Regions from separate parts of the Zea mays genome. Here region 1 is linked to region 2. A link is a contact called in public Hi-C data. All regions are on one chromosome and are shown on one strand. The core of a region is the stretch at or near the end of the contact, and the rest is flanking DNA. Distances in the headings are between cores, read along the strand shown.

The links. Hi-C and Micro-C count contacts between places; a contact is called where the count stands out from the background.
Region 1: a Hi-C map of bundle sheath shows a contact between it and region 2, with 2.5 times the contacts expected there. The contact joins the promoter of LOC100382420 here to the enhancer-like site in region 2. A contact is called at or near these places in 8 of 25 Hi-C or Micro-C datasets (bundle sheath, ear, endosperm and 3 more).

The regions. Positions count from the first base shown.
Region 1 is chr3:182,665,301-182,668,505 of Zm-B73-REFERENCE-NAM-5.0, forward strand. It overlaps LOC100382420 (RNA polymerase II C-terminal domain phosphatase-like 2), which reads left to right and starts at 1,899. Exons shown (of 11, transcript NM_001175163.1): 1 at 1,899-2,404; 2 at 2,882-3,205. The coding sequence starts at 2,048.
Region 2 is chr3:182,591,160-182,594,085 of Zm-B73-REFERENCE-NAM-5.0, forward strand. LOC118476730 (a long non-coding RNA gene) reads left to right here. Exons shown (of 6, transcript XR_004857309.1): 5 at 1-1,784; 6 at 2,695-2,764. Among protein-coding and RNA genes, the nearest start is that of LOC118476730, 6.6 kb to the left of the region's middle. Within about 2 kb of position 1,297, at least 17 of the 20 cell types and tissues checked have an H3K27ac peak or open chromatin away from gene starts, as enhancers often do. A contact at or near this core is called in bundle sheath, ear, leaf and 2 more, where this site is marked.

The DNA.
Region 1 (3,205 bases), core at 649-3,148, 75 kb after region 2:
AGATACTCTGTTTGAATCCACAATTATGGCTCTATTTGAATGCACTAGAGCTAATAGTTAGTTGTTAATATTAATTAGAGACATCCAAACAACTCAATTAATAGTTTATCTCTTAGCTACTTTTAGTTGGATAAATCCAAACATCACAAGCTAATAGTCCAACTAAGAGTGAGTCCAAGAGACTATATATTCTCTCTAAATAATATGAATATAGTTTTTTGTCAAAAAAATTCAACAACTTATCTAAATAGTTATCTAGATATAACCAATTTTATCCTAGGTTTCTCGCTATCCAAAGATAGAAAACATAAATGGCTCTCTAGAGTGTAACCAAGATATAGAACAATTGTTGGAGATTGAAAAATATTACCCGCTCTCTAGAGTGTATTACCCGCTCTTGAGCAAAGTTGAGAAAAAGATTACCTTGACCTTTATGGTCGGCTAAGGGAGGATTATGGTTGAAAAAGACCCGACCCTTTGTAGGCTACTCAACGAGGAGTAGGGCACAATTACGATGTGCCCAGGATAAATCAAGTATTCTTGTGTTCTTACTTGTTTGAGCACATAGTTCATCTTGTTGTAAGCAATGATTCAAACGTTGCTTTGCGTGTGTGGATTGTGTGGAGTTGCTCCACTCATATTCACTATTTCTATCCCTCTATTATCTCAGCAATTTGTTCGATCTAAGTCGCTCTCATCAATTTCGTTGTTAGATTCAAATTTAGTGTCAACTTTGCAGTTGAACCGGCTTGCAACGATCGAACTGGTTTTATTGCTTAATTTGAAGTTTTAGTTGAAAAATTTAAAGTGTAGCATATTCACCCCTTTAGGCTACATACAAGAAAAAAACTAGTAGACAAAACGACCGCATACATCCTTCAATGGTATAAAGGATTTTTAAAAATAAAAAAAATCATTTTAGTGAAGCTAAAACTGGTCTGTAAGCTAAATACTTTCGCAAACTCTACAACTTTAAAAAAGCTGTCCAACTCTAAAATTCATGAAGCTAAACTCGTTTTTGTAAAGTTGAGTTATAGTGAACATCCACTTAAACATAGTCTTTGTTCCTAAAATAGCTTATCATATACTTTCTTCGTTCCAAAATAAAATTTATTTTAAAATGGAGTGAGTATTGGATAAGTGGGATTGACCATTTGGACGGTGACCAGAACACAAGGAATGGTGGTAGAGTCCCCCATTGACTTTGCTGCCATGCTAAGGATAAGTGGATAACATATGTCAACATCGAGGTTATGGCCCTTCGATCTTAAATCTTTGATGTCCTCTTTAACCGGATGGCTTGACATTTTTTAACTGTAATCAAATATATAAAAATATGAGTATTTATAATATATAATTTATATCAATAGATAGATATGAGAAATATAAATATTGTTAATAGTACAAATTTGAGATCTTTAACTGATAAAAATATTATAAAAATATTATAAAAATATTTATTTTAGAAGATAGTGAATATGTCTTTCTAGCGTCAAATCAGACTAGTGGACCTTTAGCCCGCAGGAAATTTAAGGGCTGCGCCGCATTGATGTGTTGTGAGTAAACCCGCTTTCACTCACGAATTATGGGACACGCACACTGCACACACAACCAGCCCTAGACGTGCCAAATCAGCAGGAAAGGGGATCATCCCGGACTCCCAGTGGCCGGTGCTCCCCACGCGGCGCACCGAGCCAGACGCGATCATGCGACACGAAAAGATAGTCACTGTCTCACTGACGCGTCGGCCCCGGTTCAGGATTCGACTTTTGGTCCGCGCGTCCACAGCCAGACCGGTGACCGGACCGATCCAACGGAACCATCCACCCGGCCGCCCGGTCCCAAAGTTCTCTATAAAACCGCAGCCGAGGCCCCCTTCCTGCGCTGCAAGCCTGCAAGCCCCTTCTCCGCCTTCATTCCCCAAACACCAAAACCCGGCTCCGCGTCTCCGCCGAAGCGGGAGGCGGGCGGGGGCAGGCACCTGTTCGCGCTGCGCGAAATTACACTCCCCCTCCCTCTCTTTTCTCACTCCGATTCCCCACTCGCGATGGCCGCGCCTCGACCCCCGCCGCTGGGGGCCCTGGGAGGCGTTGTCGGTGGCAGCGGTGGCGCCGCCCCCGCCGCCGGGGCGCCCGCCGGAGTCAGCATGCGGATGTTCCACGGCGAGTCGTTCCTTGGCGAGATGGAGGTCTTCCCGATGAAGCGGGACGGCGAGGGGGGCCTCCCTTTCCCGACCAACGAGATCCGCGTCAGCCACTTCTCGCCGGCGAGCGAGAGGTGCCCGCCTCTCGCTATCCTGCAGACCATCGCGCCCTTCTCCGTACGGTGCAAGTTGCAGACCAAGCTTACGCCTCCCAACCCGGGCCTCCAGCGCTTGTATCTCACTTGTTTCAACGAGTTCAAGGTTTGTCCCCAATTTTTGTGAACAACCGCGAATATGTGGTTTCGTCTTCACATGCCTGTAGACTGTAGTTTCTATGCACATTTGAAATAGAAGGAACGCACGCATTTCAATTTGAGCTTCAACTCTTAGGAATTTCTATTCACTGTATTTGTAATTCGTCGAAGAAGTATCAGGAGTTGAAGCATTTGCACATTTCATTCTGGGTCCATCTTAGGTGTTTTGGCTTGATGCGAGTATGTCATTCCCATGTCCATTTCAAATTGAAGCGGAAAACGTAACTACTGAGGTGGACAGGTGGTACTTGTACATCGTGAAACAAGTTTCATAGACTGAAGCATTTTGCGTATTTCATTTTGGGCTTTCATGGGTTGTGACTTGTGAGTTCCATATAGTTAGATTCAGGGATTGTTTCTCTTAATACAACTTTACACAGAACATTAAGATTTGTATAACACTTCCTCTCATTTGGCTGTGTAGAGTGCTGTGGTAGTAGTTGGGGATGAGGAGCTGCACCTGGTGGCAATGCCGACCAAATCAGGGAAGGTGCCATGCTTTTGGTGCTGCTCAGCACGCTCGGGGCTCTATGCAGCGTCCGTTGGCATGCTCAACTTGCGCTGTCTTGCCATTGTGTTTGATCTTGATGAGACCCTTATTGTTGCTAACACAATGAAGTCCTTCGAGGATCGGATCGAGATGCTCTCCCGCAGAATGGATGTCGAAGATGATCCTATCAGAATAGCAGGGATGTCTGCAGAAATCAAACGATATATTGAGGACAAAGAGCTTCTCAAAGAATTCATT
Region 2 (2,926 bases), core at 47-2,546:
TGTACAGGAAATTATAGAATTTTATGGAACACTCTTTTAGGCGTGGAACAGAAACCGAACCTAACTAACTAAAAAGTATAGAATGAAACTGAAAAATATAGAGTGGATAAGTCATAAACGTCTCCTTAGTATAACGTGGCTCGATACAGTGTTTATTCATCAATCTTTTAGTTTTACAAAAAAGTCTATATATACCGCAACTATTTCTAACTATGGTTTACTAATCCTTGTTTGGATCGACCCCATAAAACTAGGCAACGTATCAAGTGCAAACCAATTTTTTGTGCAAATACCATACAAACTAACTAACAAAAGTCACAAAAAATATCAAAAATGTTATGAATGTATTTTATTGCCTACTCTATCATTGTATAAAATTTTAAATTCAAATCCATCATATATTAAAACATGCAAAAAAACAAAATTCTGAGATAATTTTCACTTTTTTGTATCTAAGAATTTTCTCTTTTTTTGTATCTCTTAACATATGATGAATTTGAACTTGAAATTTTATACAGTGGTAGAGTAGGTAATATAGTAGATCTATAATCTTTTGAGAATTTTTTGTAACTTTTGTTAGTTGGTTTGCATGGAGTTTGCACGGAAACTTTGTTTGCACCTGATACGTTGCCATACAACTAATAGGTGTTAGTTCATATTGTAACGAAAATGGACTCCTACCCATTTGTCTAAGTAATTTTGGTGTTTGATGAACAACGTAATCAGTGAACTAATGTTTTGCAGATGTTTATATTTTATAGTTCACAGGATGCGAAGTGTATTGGACTGTAATACCCAAGTTGTAAAGAGAAATAAAGGAGATAATTGTTCCTATGTGATTTGCCTCTAACATTTTGAACATATGAATAACCATATGTAAAAGTGAATAATTCTTTAATAGAACCTAAATAAGCCATACATCATGCTGGAGTCTCTTTGTGTGTGCATTTGGTAATAATAATAATAATAATAATAAAGTTAATAGAAACATATTAGTAGCTCAATTAGAAATTAAAGATCTAATTGGAATTTTGGAATACAAAACAAATAGATAAAATAATATATGAATAAATATATTCCTGCCCTAGGTTTTGAATTTGTACATTTAGCCCAAGGAGTGAAACTCAACCAAATTTGAATTTAAAATTTGAAATTCGAAAATAGGAAGAAGGAAAAACAAAGAAAAAGGAAAAATACTTACCCTACCCGCGCTTGGGCCTATTCCTGAGTTCTCGGCCCACTTATGCCATCATAGCGGTCCACGCGCGCGCCGCGTGCTCTGCGACTGACCGGCGGGCCCACTGGCCAGTGAACCGCGGGCGCTCGGGCGTGACTTCAAACACTGGGAACCAGACCCCACTGTTAGACTCCGTGCCCTCTCCCTCGATCGCTCGCCGTGGAAATCGGGCGCCGCGACCACTTCGCCGCGAAATCCGCGGAACTGGGTAGACTAGACCACCCTTCTGGACCGGGTACAAAGGAAGCCCGGGCCCCTCTTTCCCCCTCCTAGCTTTTAACTTCCCTTACACAATTGAAGCACCAGACCGAGGCATAGGCGAGGGAGTCGGTGGGACTATCCGCGGTGGAATTCACCAGCCGTCACCTGCGCGCGGTCGACGTCGGTGTTTGGAGTTGGGGAACGGCGGGCGCATCACGACACATCGCTCGGTGGTCGATGATTGGGAGGAGGCGGCTCCGTACAGGCGGAATTTCTCACCGTCGCTGGGAAATCTCTGTGGACCGCACAACCACGTGGACAGAGCCGCTATCGTCCCGAATCCGGGGTAAGATCACCTCCATACTCTCTGCCCTACTCTCCTCTACGCGAGTACCCTTCGGATGAGGTCTTGGGGCATTAAATCGCAGTGTCCGCGCTCGGCGGCGAAGCGCCGTCGTGAAGTACAATCCACCGTCGTGTTGGAGGGCAGAAGGTTGAAGATGACGCCGGGCCATCCGATCTGATCGTGCGGCTAGGATTAGATCAACATACCCCCTCGTCCCCAATTAAATGGTGGCTGTCGATCTCGGGATCGGTGGTTCGTGTGTGTGTTGGCGTGGACGGATCTGGGCCATGGATCCCAGATCCAATAGCAGCGGGCGCTTACCGATTCATAGCCGAGTCAATCTAATCTGGCGCGACGGAACCAAATCAGGTGGTGGATACCTTTCCATACCATTTCGGCCGTGACATTTTACAGTCGGGCCCCTAGGGTTAGTAGAAATCAACCCACGGTACACATGTCGTGTAAAGACTCGGAATTCTTATAGAATACCCCCTGCACTCTTCTGATTTAATGTGCGCAGTCCAGGGCAAAAGAAAATCAAAGAAAATGAAATAGAAATTGATTTTTAATGTAAAAGTAATTGTTAGAACTTATTTAATCCCTAGAAAATCCATATTTAGTCCAAATTGATCCATTCCAGTTCCTATAATTTTGTATTAATATTGTCTATAACTTAGTAACATTGTTTTAACATGAAAACTGTATTAAAATTGATCTCTTAATTAATCTTATACCAAACACATAAAACCTTTGGAAATTCATAACTCAAAATCTGTAACTCCGAATTTAGCGATTCTTTTTCCTATGATCTCGTTATGATGTGTAGATTATTATTATGTATTTTGTATACATATTTAGTGTGATGTTAATTTCTTCCTTGTACCATGCTTGTTTGTATTGTGGCGAGTAGAAGAACCAGTGACCGAGGATCCAGGTGTTCAGCAGGTAGAAGTTGCTGAGCAGGAGCTCATTGAAGGCAAGTTATGCCCTTGACCACTTTTATTACCCAATAATGTTCTTTATAATCATTTATTCATGCATAGTCTTAATTTTGATGGGACCCAATAGGTCACCCTAGTCTGGTTATCTTTTCACCTTGTTTACCCCTGAACTATTTGGGTAGTTTTTGCTATTGCTCTTTA